Linked DNA regions of Rattus norvegicus: region 1 is linked to region 2. A link is a contact called in public Hi-C data. All regions are on one chromosome and are shown on one strand. Each heading gives the region's core, a stretch centred on a gene start, on an enhancer-like site or on the middle of the called end of the contact. The rest is flanking DNA. Distances are from core to core; before and after follow the strand shown. Region 1 holds the start of Nicn1 (nicolin 1, tubulin polyglutamylase complex subunit). Region 2 holds the start of Apeh (acylaminoacyl-peptide hydrolase).

Evidence for each region. A called contact is a pair of places that touch in the nucleus more often than the background predicts.
Region 1: a Hi-C map of hepatocytes shows a contact between it and region 2, with 2.5 times the contacts expected there. The contact joins the promoter of Nicn1 here to the promoter of Apeh in region 2. A contact is called at or near these places in 5 of 12 Hi-C or Micro-C datasets (frontal cortex, hepatocytes, liver and 1 more).

The regions. Positions count from the first base shown.
Region 1 is chr8:117,850,427-117,856,758 of GRCr8, forward strand. Nicn1 (nicolin 1, tubulin polyglutamylase complex subunit) reads left to right here and starts at 4,612. Exons shown (of 6, transcript NM_001034999.1): 1 at 4,612-4,818. The coding sequence starts at 4,687.
Region 2 is chr8:117,658,653-117,665,654 of GRCr8, forward strand. Apeh (acylaminoacyl-peptide hydrolase) reads right to left here and starts at 2,850. Exons shown (of 22, transcript NM_012500.1): 1 at 2,834-2,850; 2 at 2,626-2,758; 3 at 2,048-2,174; 4 at 1,211-1,304; 5 at 1,044-1,119; 6 at 791-954; 7 at 512-649; 8 at 326-417; 9 at 209-249; 10 at 1-117. The coding sequence starts at 2,845. It overlaps Bsn (bassoon (presynaptic cytomatrix protein)), which reads right to left. Exons shown (of 12, transcript NM_019146.2): 12 at 4,795-7,002.

The DNA of each region.
Region 1 (6,332 bases), core at 3,362-5,861, 190 kb after region 2:
TTTTTTTTTTCAGAGCTGGGGACTGAACCCAGGGCCTTGCGCTTGCTAGGCAAGCACTCTACCACTGAGCTAAATCCCCAACCCCTGATTGAGCTTTTATGATCTAGGATTTATGTATTTATGTATTTGTATTTATGTATTTTATTTTTTATTGTCTTGGTTTTTTTTTTAAAGATTTTATTTATTTTATGTATGTGAGTACACTGTCGCTGTCTTCAGACACACCAGAAGAGGGCATCAGATCCCATTATAGATGGTTGTGAGCCACCATGTGGTTGCTGGAAATTGAACTCAGGACCTCTGGAAGAGCAGTCAGTTTTCCCAGAGAGAGAGGCTTTGTCCTAATTGTTGGAGATATCACCATAAACATGAGAGGCCAAGTCCTGCTATGTAGTTGATGTTTGTTTATCAGTAGTACTGGAGATTAAGCCTGGGCCTACATAATGGTAGGCAAGTGGTCTATCATTGAGCACTGCCACCACCCCTTTTTAAACTTATTTTTAAGTGTTTTGAGTGTTTTGCCTGAACACATGTCTGTACACCATGCCTGGCATCAGATCTCCTGAGACTGGAGTTACAAGAGGGTCATGAGCCACCATATATATGCTGGGAATTGAACCCAGGTCCTGTGCAAGAACAGCCAGTTCTCTTAACCACCGAGCCATCTCTCCAACTCTTATTTTTCTGTTTTTTAAATAGACTCTTAAACAGCCCAGCTGTCTTTGGAATTGACCTTGCTATGTATCTGAGGTTGGTCTTGAACTCAGGATCCTCCTGTACCACTGGGATTATAGACCCACAGCACTACTCCATTTATTTATTTATTTTAAAGATTTATTTATTATGTATACAGCGTTGCATCTGCATGTACATATGCAGGCCAGAAGAGGGCACCAGATCTCATTACAGATGGTTGTGAGCAAGCATGTGGTTGCTGGGAATTGAACTCACGACCTCTGGGTGAGCAAACAGTGCTCTTAACCTCTGAGCCATCTCTCCAGACCCTATTTATTCATTTGAAAGGTTTCATTTCACTATACAGCCACGGTTTGCTCTGTAGACGAGGTTAACCTCAAACTTAGAGATCCAACTGTCCCTGCCACCTCCCTCTGGGTCACCTGAGCTGGGTGGTATTCAACTCCTCTAATCCCAACACTGGGAGGTAGAAGCTTAATCTCTGAGTTCAACAACAGCCTGATCTACAGAGTGAGCTCCAGGACAGCCAGGGTTACACAGAGAAATCCTGTCTGGAAAAACCAAAAACCAAAAACGTTGTACCAACTGAGCCATCCCCCTAGTCCCAGTGTATTTGTTTAGATCATTCTTTTTAATTTACATATTTGTTTATGTGTGTTTATTTATTCATTATGTCTAGTGTACGAGCTTAGACCAGAAGACAACTTGCAGGAATCTGCTCTCTCCTCACCTTTGAGGTGAGTTTGGTGAGTTTGAGGCATGGTGACAGAAGCTTTTTAACCTCTGAACTCTCTCCTCTAACCTGAAACAGGATGGTCCTGGAATGCACTAAGTGTAGCAGGCTGGCCTTGAACTCAAGGAAATACTCTTGCCTTCAACTTCCTGAGTTCTGGAATTACAGCTATATACCCCATGCTTAGCAAGAAAGATGACCTTAGATGTAAGTATACAAAGCGGTTACATGAAAAAGGATAAGAGGGTTGGGGATTTAGCTCAGTGGTAGTGCGCTTGCAGTTTGGTCCCCAGCTCTGGAAAAAAAAAAAAGATAAGAAATCTGTTCCATACAAATAATTATCAAAAGAAAGCTGGGGCAGCAACATTATTGCACAATACAACAGATTTCTGTGTGGTGGCACAGATCTCTCCCAGGATGGTGAGTTTAAAAGCTATATAAGAAAATTCAAAATTGAAACAAAGTATAACAAAACCCAAAACCTAGCTTAAGAGAATGGCTTCATAGTCAGAAAAGGACTAAAGAGAGTAGAATCCGAAACAAAAAGCAGGTTAGTCATTTCAAAGTTATTTTCTGTGTAAAGCAGATACAGGGAAGCAACAGTTAACATCATGTTACCATTTTTGTGTTTGGCTTTAGGCAGATGGGACACTATTGTGCCAATTCAAACTGGTCTGTTTGAGATAACTGGCTGTTATTTTTCTAATCCCGATTTCTTGGAAATTCAGATAAACAGTTTAATTTCATTTTGGTGACATGGACCATTAGTACGAGTGACTCCCTTTTTATTTTTAGCTAGACTGTCAGAACATGGTGTAGGAGCTTAACCCAGAAACTATGGCTTTCTATAATTTCTCCTTTAACAAGAGGACAAATTTGGCATATATCTATCATGCTGATATTTCTCAGGAACTCGCTTAATTAAAAAATTATTGTTTAAAGTTTAATTAAAAAGTATTTTGTGGGGGCTGGAGAGATGGCTCAGTGGTTAAGAGCACTGACTGCTGGACCAGAGGACCTGAGTTCAATTCCAAGCAACCACATAGTGGCTCACAACCATCTGTAATGAGATCCAATGTCCTCTTCTGGTACGTATGAAGACAGCTATAGTGTACCCATATCAATAAAAATTAATTAAAATGTTTTTTGTGCATTATGTTGTGTTTGGTACGATGTGTATGTGTTGGTACACATGCCTGTGCTCTAATATTTGGAGTTCAGGGAAGGATCTGGGTGTCTTCCTCTATGCCTGTCTGCCTTACTCCTTTCATGCAGTCTCTCATTGAACCAGAATCTCCCTATTTGGCTAGGCTGGCTGGCCATTGAGCTCCCAGAATCCTCTTGTTTCCACTCTGCCAAATGCTAGGATTACAGACATGCACAGTTTTCTTTTATTTCCAACATGGGTTCTGGAGACTTGAACTCAGGTCTTCAAGCTTGCATAGCAAGTGTATTCACTCACTGGATCATTGCGCAGGAGTCCCATTCCCCACTGCACATGCGCACATACGGGGTTCCTCTGTGTAGTATTGGCTGTCCTAGAACTTCACAGAGATCCACCTGCCTCTGCCTCCTGAGTGCTGGGATTAAAGGTGTGCACCACCACTGTCAGGCTTAGTTTTAAATTATGAGTATACACATCACATGTGTCTGTGTGGGTATGTACACATAAGTTCAAGCTCCCCTCAGAGGTCAGAAGACAGCATGGAATTACAGGCATTCACGGGAACCTGCAGGGAGTTTGGGGAACTAAACTTAGTCCTCTGGAAAAGCAGCAAGGGCTTTTTAACTGCAAAGCTATCTCTCCCGCTGCATGGGCTGAAATTCCTGACCATATACCTCAGATCTGTTAATCTTCCCAAATGCCTCAATATAAAACGTAAAAAGAAAACTGGGTAGGTTGGCGTGGTGACACACACCTTTAATCCCAGAATGAAGGAGGCAGAGGCAGGTGGATCTCTGTGAATTTGGGAGCAGCCTCATTTACATCTGTAGTGACATCTTGTCTGGAAAAAAAGATAAACAAATCCCAAACCGAGTATTTGCCTCCTCCCCAGTCAACCAATTTAATTGGGCTGTTATGCTTTCTTCCTTTTTTAGCCTCACATAGCCTAAGCTAGCCTGAAATCTGCTACCTAGCCTGAAACCTACTGAAGACCAGCCTTGAACGTCCGATCTTCTAGATTCTGCTTCTACCTTCCAAGTGCTGGGTTAACTAAAGCGTCACTAATGCCTGGCCTTTTATTTTTTGGACTAGATTTAGCTGGGGTTACAGGAGTGAATCAACGCACCTTGTGCCTCCACTTTTTTTTTTTTTCCCCCTTTTTGAGACAGGACTGATTTGGAACTTTTTTTTTTTTTTGGTTCTTTTTTTTCGAAGCTGGGGACCGAACCCAGGGCCTTGCGCTTCCCAGGTAAGCGCTCTACCACTGAGCTAAATCCCCAGCCCCTGATTTGGACCTCTTTCTGTAGCTCAGATTGGTCTCAAACACCCAGTGATTTATTTACCTGCTTCTGACTCTGCCTCCTCAATGTTGGGATTAAAGGCTTGCACCAACATACCTTATCTTGTTTGTATTTTTAAGAAACAATTGGGGGTTGGGGATTTAGCTCAGTGGTAGAGCGCTTGCCTAGGAAGCGCAAGGCCCTGGGTTCGGTCCCCAGCTCCGAAGGAAAAAAAAAAAAAAGAACCAAAGAAACAATTGTTCCAAGGCCAGAAGTGGGTGACAAATTCCTTAGGTCTGGAATTGCAGATAGCTGTACCCAGATGGATTTTGTGTATGCTACGGAGAGACAGTTTCTTTGTGTAACAACCTTGGCTGTCCTGAAACTCTCTCTGTAGACCAGGCTGGCCTCGAAGTCAGAATCCCGCCTACCTCTGCCTCCCAAATGCGGGACTAAAAGCAAGCGCCATCAACCGCCTAATTGTTTTATACATTTTAACCTAATAAAGTAGCCGAATTTAAGGAAGGTTTAAGCCAGCCCAAAGCATTCTGGATCTCTTTGATAAAGAACGGCTCGACGGTTGCCCAGAGCAGCCTGGGAGGGGCTTACAGACGTGTGATTGGTTGAAGAAGAACTTCCGCTGGTATTTCCGACTCTCGACCTGCCCTGACCATCGGGATTGGCTAGACTGTTACAAGCGTTATGTCGCCTGGGAGTTGTAGTTCTCTTGGTTGATAGGCGACGCCAATAAGGGCTAGTGGTTGGATGGAGACTGTTAGCGGTGATTTCGCTTGATTGTAGCCTCCCAAATCATGTCCCGTGTAGTGGTGCCCTGTCATGTGAAAAGCACTGTCGCCCTGCAAGTGGGCGACATGAGGACCTCCCAAGGTCGGCCTGGCGTGCTAGTCGTCGATGTCACTTTTCCCAACGTCGCGCCTTTCGAGGTGAGCAATCCCTACCACCCCCCACCCACCCCCACCCCCGCCCCCGCCCCACATAGATGCGGTCAAGGCTTCTGGGCGGGGAATACCTAGTAACTTGGGCGTTTCCTAGGCGTTTACACTGCCTCTAACGTGCCTCTTGCTTTTGCGAATTGGCCCTATTTAGAAGCATTTACAGTCTTTATTAATAGATTTTATTAAATAGACTAGTGTTTTCCGTTCTATCCTCTTCAGCGTCTCTACCCGGTGTCCAGGATGTTACTGGAAATATAATTTGAACCTCAGTACAAGTGAGAGGATATTTGATTTTGGCCATAGCTGGGATCATTAATGATGCAAACGTACCCATTCTGATGGCTCCTGCTACAGGTCAGGTGCAACCTAGCCTTCATCTAGGTCCTCCTAGTGACTTGTTTCCAATCCCTAGTTGCGCTTCCATCTCAGCTGACAGTGCCAGGGCCTTGCATGACCTCAGCACAGACAAAGCCTACCTCTAATGAGTAGGATTCTTTCTTCACCCACCTTCTTGGCCCTATATGCTTTGTGTTACAATATGTCATTCTCTCCCAAGATGTTGCTTACCATGGACTGGGGAGACCTAGTTAATTCATCTGACCTTGGAAAATCCGAGTTAGTGTGTTTGAGGTGGATCTTTGACATCTATATTTTTATTTACTTATTTAATAATTTTATTTTGGAAGGTTTATTTTAAATTTATGTGTGTTGCGTTTGCATGTATGCTTATATACCTTGTGCATGCCCAGTAGAAGTAGAGGCCGGAAGAAGGTTCTGAATCCCCTGAAACTGGAGTAATCCCCTGGAACTGTAAAGTGCCATGTAGGTGCTGGGAACCAAATCCTGATCTCTGTGTTTTGTTTGTTTTCTTTCGTTTTGAGCTCCATAGGTGACTCTGGTGTGCATCCAGTGATGAAAACTACTGTTATGGCAGTCGATACTGTAGGCTACCCAGCCTCCTGGCTCCCCATGCCCCTACAGTGCACTATCCTACTATTATTCTTATTCTGGTCTAAGCTGGCTAATTCTGAGAGAGAGGTGTGTGTGTGTGTGTGGGGAAGAATCTCTACTATTGCCAGGCTGAATGACAGGTTCTCTCACTGTGGTACTTTTTACAAAGAAGCTACTCTTGGGAGTGGTAGGGAACCGTTGAAATCCCAGAGTGGCTGGTCCCCAGCTCCGAAAAAAAGAACCAAAAAAAAAAAAAAAAAGAAATCCCAGAGTGGCTAAGAATAGCTGAGGCTTATCATGAACTTCTGATCCTCCTGCCTTTACCTCCCAAGCACTGAGATTACAGGTATCCATTACACGCCCAGTTTATGCAGTCCTGTGCGGTCTAGCCTGGAACTTCAAACGTGCTAGACAAGGCTAGCACTGCACCAACGGAGCCACACCCTCAGCCCAGGATATTACCTCACCTCCCTTCACTGGTCCACTTAGCGAGCTCGCCCTCATGGGGTTTCCCATGTCCCTCTTGTGCTTCCTTCAGGGTTAAGGTTCTG
Region 2 (7,002 bases), core at 1,600-4,099:
AGAGCTGGCTGCATTGGTGATGAGGGGCTAGACATGGATACTGTAGGTAGACGATGCGACACTGGTCTGGGCTGAGCCGAGGAGAACAGATGGCCAGGGAACCATCCGAGAGTAGTTCTAGGCCACAGAAATATGAGTGACTGACACATTCACGGGGGAAGACTAAGCACATGTGTCAGGCAAGCACATGCGGACGCCAGACACTTACCACACTTCCCTCCGCTCAGGTCCACATAGAACAGAGCTGATCTGGAAAGGTCAGAGAGACACTCAGCTCCATGGTCGGCTGGGCCATAACGGCCCTCTGGTCCGCCCATTTCCTCACCTGCGATTGGTGCAATAGCGGATGCCGAGCCTGAAGGGTTCATGCCACCAGCCCACAAACACCACCCCCGTGTCTCCAGGGGCCCAAAAAGCCTGTAAACAAGACCACAAAGTAGGTATGAGCAAGACGAATTGCTCAGACAGGGAACCCTGCCTCCGGGAGGGCACAGGCCAAGTTGCTGCTGACCTGACCAGGTGACACATTTTCAGGGACTCCCTCAAGCACAGAGATGTTGCCACTGTCGATATCTAGCACGCAGAGCACAGGGATGCTTTTGGAAACCATCGTTTCTCCCCAGTCTTCATAAAATACAAACTGGTCCCCCTGAGAACAGAGGACACTCAATGCCCAGTGCCTTCAGAACCCTGCCCTGCCTCCTAGACATTCGGGCCTCCCAGGTCCACTGGATACAGTGATGCAGGGCTGCCCAGCGGGGCCTTCGTGGCCTGGCCACACCACAAGCACCTTGATGGCCTGGTCTGGCTTCTTCGGCCTGGCCATCTCATCATCGCTGGCACTGATGTCCAAGGCTTTGGTCTGAAAGAAGGACTCAGCCTTGGGACGCTTCTTCTCCGCCACATACAACAAGTGTGTCTCTGAGTGTGACCAGGAAAGGCAGCCAAAGCAGTCTACATGCAGGGAGGGACGATTAGGGGGAGCCCAAAGCTATGGCTGCCCCTTCTTCCCACCCTGCCTGCTTACCAGCCAGGCGCCTCACCATCCTCATAGACAGGCCCATGCTTCTCCAGCGCTGACAGGTTGAAACTCTTGAGCTTCCGGTTCTTCTCCCAGACCTGAGGATACCTGGGTATCAGGCTGCCTGCCCCTCCGCAGATCCTCCTCACCTATGGCCTACTGCCTGCCACCTCGTCCTTGCAGACTCACCTCCAAGAACTGTTTTTCCTCTCCTGAGACTGTGCCTCCGGCCTTGCGAAGCACAGCTTTCATGGTGCCTGAAGGAGACTCTCTGCTCAGCAGCCTGAGAACAGGGGGTGCAGGTCAGGATTCTGCCAAGCCCCAAAACAGCCTTGTGCTGCCCCCTTACTGGTCATAGCCTCTTACATGAATGAATGAATGAATCTCTCTCTCTCTCTCTCTCTCTCCTTCCTTTTTTCTTTTAAGATTTATTTATTTATTATATATACAGCATTCTGCCTGCATATGTGACTGCAGGCCAGAAGAGGGCGTCACGTCTCATTACAGATGGTTGTGAGCCACCATGTGGTTGCTGGGAATTGAACTCACGGCCTCTGGAAGAGGTCCTTTAACCTCTGTGCTATCTCTCTAGCCCCTCTCCCTTTTCTTTATAAGCTTTTTTTTTTTTTTTTTTTTTTGGTCTAGCATTACAAAGTCGGAGGGGGCAGCATGGGAGACATCTCCCAGCTAACTGGGAGTCTGATCTCATACAGCCCATGCACACTCCTCAAGCTAGCTGGCCTTCTCTCTCTTCCTTACGTGACTTGACTCTCTTCAGATTCCCAGGGACCCAGGACCTAGTTAGGAAGAAGCTTCTAGTGTTTATCAGGCCATGTCTCCAGAGACCAAATAAACTCTCAAGGAGCAGGCACCTGGTTCTTTGCTCCTCTGAAGCTACCCAAAGTTGTCCCTGAAGGGGAGCGGCACAGAGCTTGACACCCTAAGGACACGTGGTGACATTTATACAAGGCTAGCATGGCAGGGAGGGTTGTGGTCTCATCTACAAACTCCTCCTGTCACACTTACTCCCCCCGGGTTTCCACACTGTTGCCTGCAGGCCCGGCAAACACCACCGAGTCTCCGTCATGAAACACTAGGTACTGGCGGCAGAATCGGATGTTCTCCATTCGCTCCAAGTCCCTCTGAGTCCACTCTGCAAGGGAGGCACGAGGCTGCTCAACTTGTCTGGGCCACTTTGGATCACTACCCACCAATCATGGCCTACCTTTTCCAGTCTGTCTTCGGACATCCTGAGTAAAACCTGGTCAACACTTCACTAATATAACCTAAGCCTAGGTTTCCAGAGCCTGAGCTGACAGTCGGAGAGAACCCACTACCAACCATAGAATTTTAAGGGCAACGTAACTGTTGTTGGGCTATAGAATGTAAGGGTTGGAGAGGTCTGCGAGGTTCACACCTTCCATGCAGGTCTGAATTTTACTCCCACACTTTCAATTCATTTACGGGCTACCACAACCCCCAAAACACCTGTGCGCAGGAACTACAGTTGGTTTCCTCCCCAAGCCCGTGTCAAGCAGCGTGCCTTCCACAGTCCCCACCTGGATGCACGGCCCGTCGCCACCCAGTCCCCTCGGTCTACACACCAGTGTGCACGGTCCGATAGAGGCCCCCATACTGCGTGGTGACCTCCGGACCCAGGCAGGCGGCGCTCAGCGAAGGCTGGCGGCTAAGGCCCCGGTACAGCGCTGCCGCCTCCTGGGGCTCACTCAGCAGCACCTGCGCAGGGGACACACCAGGGTCAGGCTCAGCCCGGGCTACGGAGGCCACAGGGGCCACGGGCCGAGCCCTCACCTGACGCTCCATAGTCGATCTTTCTGTAGCGCCTAAGTCCCGGAAGTGAGGCTCCGAGGGCGGGGCCTAAGGCGGTCCCCAGTTTCCGCTACACCCAGTGGCGACCTGGGACCTGCAGGGCCCAGCAAAGCTCGGGCCAACCAGCTGGGGGCGGTGCCTGGGTGGTATGAAGGCGGGGCCTACGAAGGAGCCTCGGGAAGGAGCGGGATTGGCAAGTAGGAGGCAGAACCTGGGAGTCGGGTCCTGGGATTTTTAGAGAGGGGAAAGCCTCCGAGGAGCGAGGGCAGAAATGTAACCGCAGAAAACAGAGCTGGTGTTCCGGGATAGGGGAGGTCTGGGATGAGTGAAAGAAGTAGGACCGGATTTCAGCCGACTGTGAGCTGCGGGGTCAGAGAGAAAACTCTGAGTATTCATTCGAAGGGCTGTGCTTAAGAGGAACGCCAATGATCCTGAAGGATGAGGGACAAGGGGATTTGGGGTGGGGTGGGAAAGGTCCATGAAGTCGAAACGTTGCGGGGCGCGGCACTCGCAGGGATCTCTTTCAGCTCTCTCCGCATTTACTGCAAGCCAGGCGGTTAGGAGTGAGAAAATCAGGTCCCCGGGCGGAGCCCTGGGGCGCGGGGCAAAGGGCGGTGCTGAACTCTCTGGGTGCTACCCCGGTTTATCAACCACCAGACTTGCCCCCGAAGCTATCTGTTGCTACAGCCTTAACCCGCCCTTTTCAGTGACTCATTGATGCTGATCTTGAGCAGACTGAGTCAGCCCACTCCAAGAGCAGATGTGGGTGGGGTCAGACTTCACGGAAGAGCAGCGAGGTGCAGTGGAAAGAAGAGCCTAGACAGGCGGTCTCCTCTTGCACACCACACAGGACTAGGTTGAACTTAGGTGACAGCAGAGGGCAAGAGAGGTTGGGCAACAGTAGGCATCTCCCCTTCCTCCATATCCTTGAGACTGGCTGCTCTTTCAGACCAGCTATGGGTCCCCTTGAATGAGTACTTTCTTTCTTCCCTGAGGCAAAATTGATACACTTTGTTTAGTCTCTGTTTCTTATTTTCTAGTGATACTTGACTTTTATTGTTTAGTTTCTCTACATAGTCCTGGCCTCTAACTCACAGAGACCCACCTATCTCTGCCTCCCAAGAGCTGGGATTAAAAATGTGGACTTTGGGATCTGGAGAGATGACTAGCGGTTGAGAGCACTGACTGCTCTTCCAGAGGTCCTGAGTTCAAACCACATGGTGGCTCACAACCATCTGTAATGGGATCCAATACCCTCTTCTGGTGTGTCTGAAGACAGCTACAGTGTGCTCATATACATAAAATAAATAAAAATTTTAAAAAGTGTGGGCTATGAGCTGGAGAGATGGCTCAGTGGTTAAGAGCACTGACTGCTCTTCCAGAGGTCCTGAGCTCAAATCCCAGCAACCACATGGTGGCTCACAGCCATCTGTAATGAGATACACTGCCCTCTTCTGGTGTGTCTGAAGACTGGTATAGTGTACTTATATATGATAAATAAATAAATCTTTTTTTAAAAAAAGTGTGGGCTATGACACCCGGCTTGAACTACTCTTGACTATATGTGGGAATTAAGGTCTTAGCCTGGGGGGGGGGGGAGGATTCTGAGGTTGGAGCAAGGCAGACAAATGTAAAGCTTGCTTGAGAGCACCAGGGGGCAGCACTAGCTCCTGGGAACCAGAACCCTGAAAACTGGTGGAAACCCATTGGTGGGGGACAGGCCTTTACACCTTCCTGGACAGTCATTTTTAAACTTAGCCCCAGTTGTGTACCAACATTTCTGAAACGTTGTTCTCTCTCTCTCTCTCTCTCTCTCTCTCTCTCTCTCTCTCTCTCTCTCTCTCTCTCGTCTTTAATCATTGAGGATATTGTCACAAGCATTGGCATTTACTTGTTTGGCTAAGCATTCCCACTTCAGAAATCATCCCAAAGACAGTCTGGAGGTTGTTTATATCAAGTCCTTTTATTCTGATACCACAGAAATACCTTGTCACAGTACAGGGGAGGGACACTGAAGTACCACGAGTTCTCACAGAGCACAGGAGGACGGCACACAATTCACAAGGTCATGTGGAGGACTCGGGTCATTGCACTTACAACTGTAAACTTGTTTGTTTGACTTTGTACAGCACTCTTCCCCCTCAAATAAAGAAGGAGAGAAGGAAGGAGAGGGGAGGAGGGGGGAGGGAAAGCAAAAACAAGACATAGAAGCTAGAAGGGGAAAATGTTGATGGTCACTACTCTCCAGGAGTAGAGGAGAGGAGAGGAGCTGATTTGACCCCAGAGGCTGAATGAGACTCGTGCACACACGCACACACACTTACACACACACATACACACACACACACATTCATGTACATGTGCTTACACATACAGTATCTTATGACTTCTATGGCTCTCCAGTGCCACTTGGTGCACATGATAGCAGGCGCTGGCACCCCGGGAGACAGATGGCATCTTCAGAGAATTTCAATTGGTTATATCTGTCCCTCCGACCCTGTTGGAGTCCATGATGACAAATTATTTACAGTATGGGGGGAGAAGGGCTATGGGCAGGACTGCACTCTATGGCATGGACCTGCCTAGAAAACTCCCCATAGGCTCCAGAATACAGGCCAGAATGGCTGCCCTAGCTGTTCTCTCATTGTGAGCCCTGAGTCCATTCACCCTACCCAAAGAATAGGAAGAGGATGGTGCGAGGACCATCACTATGACGTGAGTGTGTTGAGGCCGTGGGTGGGCAGAGGTGGGTACCCTTGCTTATGACACCGAGAGGGGAAAATGGAGAAGATCTGGACTCTACCCAGAGACTTCTTACCCATTTGGAGATGCACCCATTGCTTATCATGTCCCACAGCAGCAAACACTCATCCCCGAGCCCCAGGGTCAACACAAGAGCCCGGGATACCTATGACCTAGAAGACTATTGCAGTCTGCTGTCATAATCACAAGGGGGCAAATATCTGTCCTGTGAGCACAGCCAGGGGTAGAGTAGCAGATATCAGAAATGTCAAACTTGGAGTTTAGCCAGAAAAGAAATTTGGTGTAAAATTAATACTTTTGAGCCTAGGGGTGCTGCCAGAGGTTGACCTGTGGATCCCTGCCTGCTCTCATCTCCTAGTCCTGACTATGAGTGGGAAGGGATACTGCCACGATCCCAAGGATCTGAACACTGGGCACATCCTGCACACACCTGGGCCTGTGAGTTCCTCGATGAGGGCCTTCTTCAGCCCTTATAGAGATGGCCCCATATAACCCAAGTTTGATCTCTGAGATCAAACTTGAGATACTGAGATATTACATAGTGGGAAGAAAGCTAAATCCTGGGAATTCAGGCTCTTAAGTCCAACACAGTTTTCAGTGTCCCATCCACAGCTGCCAACGGTGGACAGGGTCCCACTCTAAAGGAGTTATAAGCCTTGTTAAAAAAAAAAAAGCATGAGACATGTGAACCCCTGAGAAATGCGTGGTGTACACCAAAACTCTCTGGAGGCAGGCCAGACATTAGGGGTCATGCAGGTACTGTCTGCTCTACTCCTGGACCAGTGAGGGAGATACTGACAACAGTGTAATACTTAGGTTTCCGAGGAGGCAAGTCCTGGGGCAGATGTGGAGAGGGTTACACAGACCCTTCGGTAAGCTTTGCTCCTGAGAAACCTGAGCTCAGCTTGAAGCTGTTACTTATGTGGATGTTATTTTCCGAATGATATTTTCAGCCATCTCTTCCTGGGTACCCTATGACCCCTGGCTCCATTCCAGATCTCTTGGATCACAGTCCTTTGAGGCTCCACATCACAAAGGAGAGACATAGAGCAGGGCCAAGATCTAGGGATTGTAGGGCACAGCCAGGATCCCTTGGCTGCTGCCTCTCCACAGATGTACCCCAGCTTTGTTCTTGAGCAGTGTCCAACTGGGGAGTGGTGACCAGATTCTTTTGGCTCAGGCCTAGGATAGGAGGGAAAAATGATACACAGGTAGAGATCCTGTAGCAGACCCATAGAATGTTCATATGCATGCATCCTGTGCGGGCTCCTCTCTCTGTCTTTTCTAAGGTTGGTTGGTTTGTTTGTTTTTAATCTGCTGTCGCACACAGATTAAAAACTGCAAGGTGTATGGGGCCGCACGGCCTGCTCCATGGCCTGGCATATTCA